Regions from separate parts of the Sus scrofa genome. Here region 2 is linked to region 1. A link is a contact called in public HiChIP or PLAC-seq data. All regions are on one chromosome and are shown on one strand. Each heading gives the region's core, a stretch centred on a gene start, on an enhancer-like site or on the middle of the called end of the contact. The rest is flanking DNA. Distances are from core to core; before and after follow the strand shown. Region 1 holds the start of LOC100511545. Region 2 holds the start of DPF2 (zinc finger protein ubi-d4).

Region 1 (4,720 bases), core at 527-3,026:
CTTTATGACTCTTCTCCACTTCCTTTGGTCCTGGTCTCTGCCTTCACTCTCAGTAGCTCTTCAATCCTACTCTCTCTCCTCTTAGGCTCAGATGCTCTCCTTTCTCTCTCCTATTTACCCCTTGAGGATCAATAACCTGCTTGGCTCTAATTTCTCCTCTTTGACTTGTAATACTTTCCCTATCTGCTTCTCCTTCCTTCTTTAGCTTAAATCCTTCATCCGTCTCATTCACTGGTACCTTCATCTATATTCTCTTTCTCTTCCATAGAAACAGATTCATCAGTATTATCATTCACTCCCTCTAAGGCATCCTCTTCAGCCTCCACCCCTTCCTCAGTCTCTTCTAGCTCTTCATCATTCTCCTCTACCTTTTTGAAAGGCATTTCCATCTCAGCATCCACAATTTCTATCAATCTTTCATCATCAGTAACTTCTACCATGTTTTCAACTTTCTCTTCTTGTATGCTCCCCGTTCTTAAACCCTCCAGCTTCTCTCCACTACTCTCCAGCTTCTCCCTACTGGATCCCAGCTTCTCTATACTTGACGGACGTTGATCTCCAGTGGATCTCAAATCCTCTCCACTAGTCCCCAGCTTCTCTCCCCTAAACACCAGCTTCTCTCTGCTTGAACTCAGCTTCTCCCCACTCGACCTCAGCTTCTCCCCACTCGACCTCAGCTTCTCCCCACTCGACCTCAGCTTCTCCCCACTCGACCTCAGCTTCTCCCCACTCGACCTCAGCTTCTCCCCACTCGACCTCAGCTTCTCCCCACTCGACCTCAGCCTCTCCCCACTCGACCTCAGCCTCTCCCCACTCGATCTCAGCCTCTCCCCACTCGATCCCAGCCTCTCCCCACTCGACCTCAGCCTCTCCCCACTCGATCTCAGCCTCTCCCCACTCGATCCCAGCCTCTCCCCACTCGACCTCAGCCTCTCCCCACTCGACCTCAGCTTCTCCCCACTCGACCTCAGCCTCTCCCCACTCGATCTCAGCCTCTCCCCACTCGATCCCAGCCTCTCCCCACTCGACCTCAGCCTCTCCCCACTCGACCTCAGCTTCTCCCCACTCGACCTCAGCTTCTCTCCACTCAGCCTCAGCTTCTCTCCACTCAGCCTCAGCTTCTCTCCACCAGACCTCAGCTCCTCCTCATTCTGCCCTAGGTCATTGCCTCTGGATCTCAAGTCCTCACCACTGGTCCTCCCTCCAGTAAAGTTCAACCTCTCTTTAAACCCAGACCCCTTCCTAGGCCCTGGCGTTGTCCCGGCATTCTCAGATTCAGCCTCGATTTTGTGTCTGACTTCTTGCTTTCCCCACATCTTCTTTGAGCGCTCTTTCCCCAAACCCGCGGAAGCCTGTAATGCACTGGCTACACTGTGCCCTCGTCTCGCACCCTGACTCCGGCCTGATTTTCCTCTCAAGGCTGTCTTCTCCACATCTTCCACTCTCGAGTCCTCAGACTCAAGCTTCGGGTCCCACATCCTAGGCTTTTGCGTATTTCTACCCAGGAGCTCCATTCTCTTCCCGATCACGATGAGCCCGTTCCAGGGCATCCACAATTTTTCTCGCGTCGTCTGCGCCCCTCTACTTCCTGGCTCCAGCAGCGACCGCCCGCGGGCCCAGGCCTGGCCTCGGGGGCTCTGGCCGCGGGTCTTGTCGCGCCCCCTCGCTGCCCTGTGCGGCTTACCCCTCCACTCCCTCATGTCCCAGGGAGGAAAGACAAACGGAACCCCTTTCTTGACAGACATTAGCCCCGACCCTCGTCCCTAGTCCGCCACCCCCACCACGTCTCCCCCACCCCCCACCCCCCGCCTCCCACCCGGCCCGCTGGCCCGCCGCCCCGCCCACCGCCTAGAGGGCGCGAGACTGGGCGAGTGCGCACGCGCAGACCGCGCGAGGCCGTTGGAAGCCTCGGCCCAGAGCGGTGGAGGACGGCAACCCGCAAGCCTGAGGCGGGGCCTAACGTGACACGAGACCTCTGCGACCCTGGAGCCCCCCCCGACTCCAGTACCCACTTTGTCGCCTGTCCCCGGCCCTCTCAGTTCCCCACTGCCCCCTTAAAAGCCGGGACCTGGGCAAGGGAATGACAGGCTTTACAGCCAATGGCGTCCCGCACAGTAAACCTGCTACCCAATCAAAAGGCGCGGCTGCGAGAGAAAGGCGAGGGAACCACGCCCTACTCCAGGTGACTCCTGGGCAGGGAGGGGAGCGTGCCACCGTCATCAGATAGGGTCCCTACTCAGTCTGTTCCTCCAGGCGAGTTACCGAGGACCAAACTGCGGGAGCGCGCGGGCAGTGGCCTGCGGCGGCATCTTTGTGTGCTATAGTCGAGGAGAGTGATGGAGGAGCATCAAGAGGCTGGGAAGGAGAGCAAGGTAGAGAAAGGATGCAAACCCCCTCCCAACCTTCCCCTCACTCCGTGGTACCCAGTGCTACCCAGTCAGGGAGTGGTGGTGATGTGTGTTTTCGCGCGCACGCGTGAGCTAGAGAAAGAAGAGACCTGAGCAAGGGGTGGGGCGCCTCTATGGCATCTGCATGGGGACTGGTGAGGATGCCAAAGAAGGCATCTTTACCTTTGCCCTAACAGAAAAGGCCCCATCGCTCCTACTTCTCCCCTCCCCAGGACCGAGTCATGCTGGTTTAATGGGAAAGAAAAGGCAAGGATGTTAAGGATTGAGAAGGGGCTGGAGTGCCTTCCTCTTTTCCCAAAGTGTGGGGAATCCTGTTCAGAAATGATGGCTTCACTTGCGTATCTGTTTGTATAATCGTAAAGCCATTAATTCTTTCCACCTCACCTCAGTCAACAAATAGTTTCTGAGCATTCTTGTACCAGGAATGGTTGTACAGAAGTGCTCACTTTTAGGGATTGGAGGCATGTACATTAGTGGGCTGTGACAGGATGGAGCAGCTATGGTCCATCTTTGAAGTCCCATCTCCCTCAAGCAGTTACCAAACAGAAAGGAGACAGGGGACTTGGGGACCTATAGCACCAATGAGCCAGACTGTGTGTTATGTGTGCGGGGGGGCAGGGGGGCAGTTGGGCAAAGGGAGAGCCTGCCCTGGGGGTGTCAGAGAAGCCAAGAAGTAAGAAATGGGGTTCAGGAGTTCCTGTTGTGGTGCAGCGGAAACGGATCCGACCAGGAGGTTTCGGGTGGGATCCCTGGCCTTGCTCGGTGGCTTAAGGATCTGTCGTGGCCGTGAGCTGTGGTGTAGGTTGCAGATGCGGCTCGGATCTGGCATTACTGTGGCTGTGGTATAGGCCAGCAGCTGTAGCTCTGATTAGACCCCTAACCTGGGAACCTTCATATGCCATGGGTGTGGCCCTAAAAAGCAAAAAAAAAAAAAAAAAAAAAAAAAAATTGGGGTTCAAGTGCACTGTGGAGAGGTGAAAGCGGCTGAGAGACACAAAGTATGGAACAGACAGCATCTGTTTCACTGTTTATCTGTGTTCATATTCATGGTTAAATTAGTTAATATGTATATAAAGTGCTTAGAGCAGTGCCTGGCATAGAGGAAGAACAAATATAAATGTTTGCTGTTATATTACTATGGCTGTCATCATATGGGATGGTTTGTGTTTCGAGGATGTACTGGACTACCAGACTGATGGATGCACCCACCCTCAACCTTTGTAGGTGCCAGACTCTGAAAGTACTACTAGACCTTGTCCTCTTGAGTAAGCATTACCTTCTTCAAGATTCTCCTTTAAGTACAGAGAAATGAAAAGGATAATAAATGAATATCTAAATATAATAGGAAAAGTGAAATAACATAAAATTGAGTAATCTAACAGAAGTCAAGAAAGAATAAAAGAACAAAAAATAGATGAGACAAAGAGAAAATGAAAAGCAAGATGGCAGGTTTATAGCTTACTGTATCAGTAATTACAGTAGTGATGACTGGAACAAACACTGCAATTAAAAAAACAAACATTTGCAGGAGTTCCTTTCATGGCTCAGTGGTTAAGGAATCTGACTAGCATCCGTAAAGACGCAGGTTCGATCCCCGGGCTTGTTCAGTGGGTTAAGGGTCCAGCATTGCCGTGAGCTGTGGTGTAGGTTGCAGACTCGGCTCGGATCCTGCATTGCTGTGACTGTGGCCGGCAGCTACGGCTCTGATTTGATCCCCTAGCCTGGGAACCTCCTTATGCCAGGGGTGTGGCCCTAAAAAGCAAAAATTTTAAATTAAAAATTAAAAAAAAATCAGATTGGATGTTTTTTTCTTTTTTCGGCTGTACCTACAGCATATGGAAGTTCCCAGGCCAGGGATCGAATCCAAACCACAGCTGCGACCTACACCACAGCGGTAGAAACACCAGATCCTTGACCCCCTGTGGTGGGCCAGGGATTGAACCATCAAAACCACAGAGATGAACCAGATCATTAACCCACTGCACCACAGCGGGAACACCCAGAATGGATTTTTTTTTTTTTTTTTTTTTTTGTCTTTTTGCCTTTTCTAGGACTGCTACCCGCGGCATATGGAGGTTCCCAGGCTAGGGGTCTAATCGGAGCTGTTGCTGCTGGCCTACGCCAGAGCCACAGCAACACCCGATCCAAGTCGCGTCTGCGACCTACACCACAGCTCACGGCAACACGGGATCCTTAACCCACTGAGCAAGGCCAGGGATTGAATCCGCAACCTCATGGTTCCTAGTCGGATTCGTTCACCACTGCGCCAAGACAGGAACTCCCCAGATTGGATTTTTAAAAGACACTATATT
Region 2 (5,182 bases), core at 2,382-4,881, 400 kb before region 1:
GAGTTATCTTCCACCTGCCTCTTCAATTAGGGCACTAATTCCATCACTAAGGTCCCACTCTCATCATCTCATCTCAACCCAATTACCTCCCAAAGATCTCCCCTCCAAATACCATCCCAGTGGAGGGTAGGGGGCATAAATATTCAGGATGTAACACATATTTTTGTCTCCTGCTTTGGCATCTACCCGTGATCCCCACAATCACTTGGCGTACAAGAGTGCACCAGCGCTTTTGCCAGGTTTTCCTTTCCAGCTGCTGACACCTATTCTGCAAGTTTGGTGCAGGGTAGGCAATGACAAATACTTCTCAACTCTTGAGCTGCCAAACGTGATTTTAAGGCACAGGGATGGTAAGATGTTCCCTGATTCTGAAATGTTAAAATGGGGGGAGGGGCGAGGCATACGTGCATCTTAGAATTGATGAGATAAGGTATATGATCAGGACCAAAGACCAAGCCCTGGGGACTCTGACTGTTACAGGGGGCGGAAACAGACGATGGAGAGTCAGCAGAAGAGGCAGAAGGAACTGCCAGTGTGATAGGCACACAGCCAGGTGAGTGCATGTCTCAGAGATCAGAGAAGAATTTGAAAACGAAGGGAATGGTCAGAGTTCCCTTGTGGCGCAGCAGGTTAAAGATCCTGTGTTGACACTGCTGCGGCTCGGGTTTGATCCCTGGCCTGGGAATTTCTGTATGCCATGAGTGTGGAAAAAAAAAGGGGGGGAGGGAGAAAGGAATGGTCAGTGGTGTCGTAAAGTCTGATAAGGACAGAGAGATCTCTAAATATCTTGAAATGGAGGTCATGCTGTCTTTGTTGGGAGCTGTTTCAATGAATTGGTGGAAACAAAATCCCCATTAAACAGGGCAGAAAGAGACTTGAAAAATAAGTCGACAGAGATAGGAAATACAGGAGTTCCCATTGTGGATCAGCAGGTTAAGGACCCAATGTTGTCTCTGTGAGGATGTGGGTTCAATCCCTGGCCTTGCTCAGTAGGTTAAGGATCCGGCATTGAGGGAGGGCGGGGGCAGGAGAGAGGGGATGGATGGACTGGGGTTTGGGATTGGCATGTGCACACTGATGTATATGGAATGACTGGCCAACGGGGACCTGCTGTATAGGACAGAGAACTCTACCCAATATTCTGTGATAATTTATGTGGGAAAAGAATCTGAAAGAGAATGGATGTGTGTGTATGCACAAACGAATCACTTTGCTGCATAGCAGGAATTACCATAACCTTGTAAATCAACTATACTTCAATACAACTTTAAAAAGTTGAAAAAAAGGAGTTCCCGTCATGGCTCAGCAGAAACAAATATGACTAGTATCCATGAGGACACAGGTTCGATCCCTGGCCTCACTCAGTGAGTTAAGGATCCAGGATTGCCGTGAGCTATGGCATATGTCTCAGATGCGGCTTTGACCCTGAGTGGCTGTGGCTGTGGTGTAAGCCAGCGGCTACAGCTCTGATTCGACCCCTGGCCTGGGAAACTCCCTATGCCACAGGTGCAGCCCAAAAAAGACAAAACAGTAAAATAAAATAAAAAGTGAGAAAAAAAAAAAAAGGATCCGTCATTGCCAAAAGCTGCAGCGTATGTCCCAGATGCAGCTGGGATCTGGTGTTGCCAGGTATAGCTGTGGCATCTGGCCACAGTTGCAGCTCTGATTTGACCCCTAACCCAGCAACTTCCATATGCTGCCTGTGCAGCCCTAAAAATAAAAGAAAAGGAAAAAGAGATGGGGCGATTAAACAGAATATTTACTTTGAAAGGGCAAAAAGAAATGAGCTGATAATCAAAGGCAGACATGAGCTTTTTTTTTTTTAAGATTTAGAAGTTCTTTATTTAAAAAGTGAAGATTTCTTAAAACTGTATTAGGTGACTCAAAGATGGCTCTAGTGATGAAAACAAAACTAATGCATGAAGAGAGTTCAAGTAAAATAGTTTGAGGAGTTCCGGTCGTGGCGCAGTGGTTAACGAATCCGACTAGGAACCATGAGGTTGAGGGTTCGGTCCCTGCCCTTGCTCAGTGGGTTAACGATCCGGCGTTGCTGTGAGCTGTGGTGTAGGTCGCAGACGCGGCTCGGATCCTGCGTTGCTGTGACTCTGGCGTAGGCTTGCGGCTACAGCTCCAATTAGACCCCTAGCCTGGGAACCTCCATATGCCGCGGGAGGGGCCCAAGAAATGGCAAAAAGACAAAAAAAATAAAAATAAAAATAAAATAAAATAGTTTGAGGAAATGCTATAGTTGACATAGGCAATATTTCAAAATTAATATGTGAGGATATAAATCATTTAAAAACATTTGAATTTGTCCCTCCAGATCCACTTCCCACCCTTCTCTCCCCTACCCTCTCCCCAGGAGGTGACCTAGGTAGAGGAACATCTATGGGTTCCCTTGGGCTTTGGTTTCCGGTTGGGTTCAGCCAATGGGAGCCCAGCAAGAGATCAGAGGATGGGGAGGAGGGGGAGAGTGAGGGATTTCTCAGTCTCACTTCCTGCAAGGGCACCTCAGCCAGGATATGCCCTCACTGGAGGTCACCAATCTCCCCTGATAGTTCCTTTTTCCCACTGGTGCCTCTTCCTGCATTTCTGTGGGCTTATGATGCAAACTTCTCTGCTACTACACACCCCCAGGCAACTGTCCCCCCCCAGGTGTCCCTCCAGACCCAGCTACACTCATTAACACCCCCTTTGTAATGAACCGTCTTCTTTGTGCACCTGTTTCCCACTGGGATCTGAATATATTTAAAAAGGAGTAAAGCTAAATAATAATGTTTAATATGTATATTTAATATTACATTTACATACAATGATTTTCTCTCTATTTCAAAAAGTTTAGGAGTTGCCGTAGCGGCGCAGCGGAAAAGAATCCGACTAGGAACCATGAGGTTGCGGGTTCCATCCCTGGCCTTGCTCAGTGGGTTAAGGATCTGGCGCTGTCCTGATCTGTGGTGTAGGTCACAGTCAAGGCTCGGATCCTGCATTGCTGTGGCTAGGGCTTACGCCAGCGGCTGCAGGTCTTGATTAGATCCCTAGCCTGGGAACCTCCATATGCCGCGGGTGCGGCCCCATGAGCTTTTTTAAAAGAGGATTTTAAGTCATGTTTGTAAACGAATTTGCATGATTCAGCAGTGAAGCAGAAATGAATGGTACACAAGAGAGAGGGATAGTCTTCGGCGCCTAAGTGGAGGGAATGAGCTTAGGAGCAGGAAGCAGGGGAGAAGAGTTGGGCGCCGATAAAGCTGAAGGCAGGAATGGGGGCAAATTTGTCACAGTCCAATATTCGGGCCAAAGAACGTCAGGTTCTGGGAGTTGCTTTTTCTTTCCCTAAAATGGGCACGTGTTTGGCAGCTCAAGAGGACTGTGCCCTACTACTATCACCAACCCCTGGCCAGCAAGTGAGGGCAAAGGGTTAACCACGAGGTTAAAGGTCTGCGAGGTAGCAGGACGCATAAGCTTCACCTACACCACCTCCGGGCCTGCCAGTTTTCACCAAGCCCTCACCTTCTCATTTCTGGACCATGTTACACGTTCCCTCCCTTCTCCCGCTCCCCTACACGTCAGAAGCGGAGGTAGAGCTGGAGCCTCGCGCCGCCCCGGCCTCGGTCTCCATTGCGCCTGCGCACTAGTTCCTCGGCTCCCCGGCCCCCAACAGGCAAGCTCGTTCTCGGCAGCTCGCTCTCGGGCGCGCTCCCGGGCGGCGCCTGCGCAGAAGGACGAGGAAACTGGTTCCCCGTGCGGTCCCGGCGCCTGCGCGCTGCGCTCTCCGGGCCTCCCGGCCTGAGGTAGAGGAGCCGGGAAGATGGCGGCTGTGGTGGAAAATGTAGTGAAGCTGTGAGTGGCCGTTTTCTTTTCCTCCTAGGCCGGGAGGTCTTGTAAGGGGCCTGGGAGTAGGGGGCGGTGCGGGAAGGGACGAGGCGGAGAGAGGGCCTTGCCTGGGAAGGCCATGTTGCGACTCCTAGTGGGGAGGACAACCCGAGACTCCGGAGGAGACGTTGCTCTTCTTTGGAAACTTGTGGAGGCCCTGAGGGGGGCACACGGGAGCCCCTAACGGGCAGCCTCCCGGAGGGGCTGTGCGGTCTGGGCGCTCCCTTCGGGCTGACGGTTTCCAGAGTATGGCGCCCTGGTCGCCTACGAAAGACAGTCCCGGATTCGCTCCCGAGACGCCTCAGTCCGGTGGAGCCGGGCCGAGGGCGGACCCGGGAGCGGCCGGAGCCCCCGCAACGCCCCGCCGCCGACCCCTCCCCATCGGCCGCCCGCAGCCGGCCCTGGGGGAGCAGGCTCCGCAGCCCTCGCGCCGTTAAGCCCCGCTGGGCTGTTTTGTTCTAAACAGCTCGGTGACGTTCCGGGGCGGGCGGGCGGGCGGGGGGGTGGGGTGGTCCTCGAGTGTCAGGTACCCAAGGCCAAGAATATTCCGGGGGAGAATTTGTTGCAGAGCTGGTACTGAGGGGAAAGAACTTCAGGGGAGAGGGCCTCTGTGCCGGCCAATCCCAGCCACCAAAAGCGGGCACTGGACCGATGCAGAGCCCCGGACGCCCCGGCTGCCCGGCTATGCAATACTCTTGGGCTGACAGATTTCGAGCGAAGTTAAAGTTCATGGTTGTTCGGTAAATGGAGAATCCCGTTAGCTGTGAGTTAAAGATGCTTGGAGACTTGATTTAACCCAGCCCCCTCCGTGAGGAAGAATCTGAATGAGTTTTGCAGCTCCGTGCCCCGTGGGCGAATAGAGCAAGCTCCTTTTTAATGCGTAAATTTGGCTTGGTGCAAGGGTAGGAAGATTGAGAGGTGTCTAGTTGTCCAGTTAGGGCTTTGGGATTTTGATTGGATGACAAGGTAAAGGTTTGGGAACTCTGTCTTGGTGGTGGGCTGAGCCCCCCAAGGGCCCCTTTTTAAGGGTGCGGTGCCGCTCTGCCTCTTCTTGCCTGGAGCCTTTTCTTTGCCAGTGCTTTCCCACTTCCATTAAGCTAAGTGCCTTCTCCTTCTGTTCTTGTGGGGGTTTTTTGTTGTTGTTGTTGTTGTTTTTAAACTTGCTTTCAGCTCCATCCTGCTGCCTCTTTCAACCACCCCTCCTCCCAGCACTATTATCTTTCTCTCTGATCTGCCCACTCCAGTTTCCCCAGCTCTCTCTTCAAGCTGACATTTCCCTCAATTTAGAAATGACGCTGTTGATCTACCATTT

The links. HiChIP or PLAC-seq counts read pairs in DNA pulled down with a chosen protein or histone mark.
Region 2: an H3K27ac HiChIP or PLAC-seq map of alveolar macrophages shows a contact between it and region 1. The contact joins the promoter of DPF2 here to the promoter of LOC100511545 in region 1. A contact is called at or near these places in 1 of 5 promoter capture datasets (liver) and 1 of 2 datasets of contacts at active chromatin or transcription factors (alveolar macrophages).

What each region holds. Positions count from the first base shown.
Region 1 is chr2:6,485,909-6,490,628 of Sscrofa11.1, reverse strand. LOC100511545 reads right to left here and starts at 1,776. Exons shown (of 6, transcript XR_002341440.1): 1 at 1-1,776. SNX32 (sorting nexin-32) reads left to right here and starts at 1,894. Exons shown (of 13, transcript XM_003122527.4): 1 at 1,894-2,372. The coding sequence starts at 2,337.
Region 2 is chr2:6,884,997-6,890,178 of Sscrofa11.1, reverse strand. It overlaps DPF2 (zinc finger protein ubi-d4), which reads left to right and starts at 3,631. Exons shown (of 11, transcript XM_003122537.5): 1 at 3,631-3,837. The coding sequence starts at 3,806.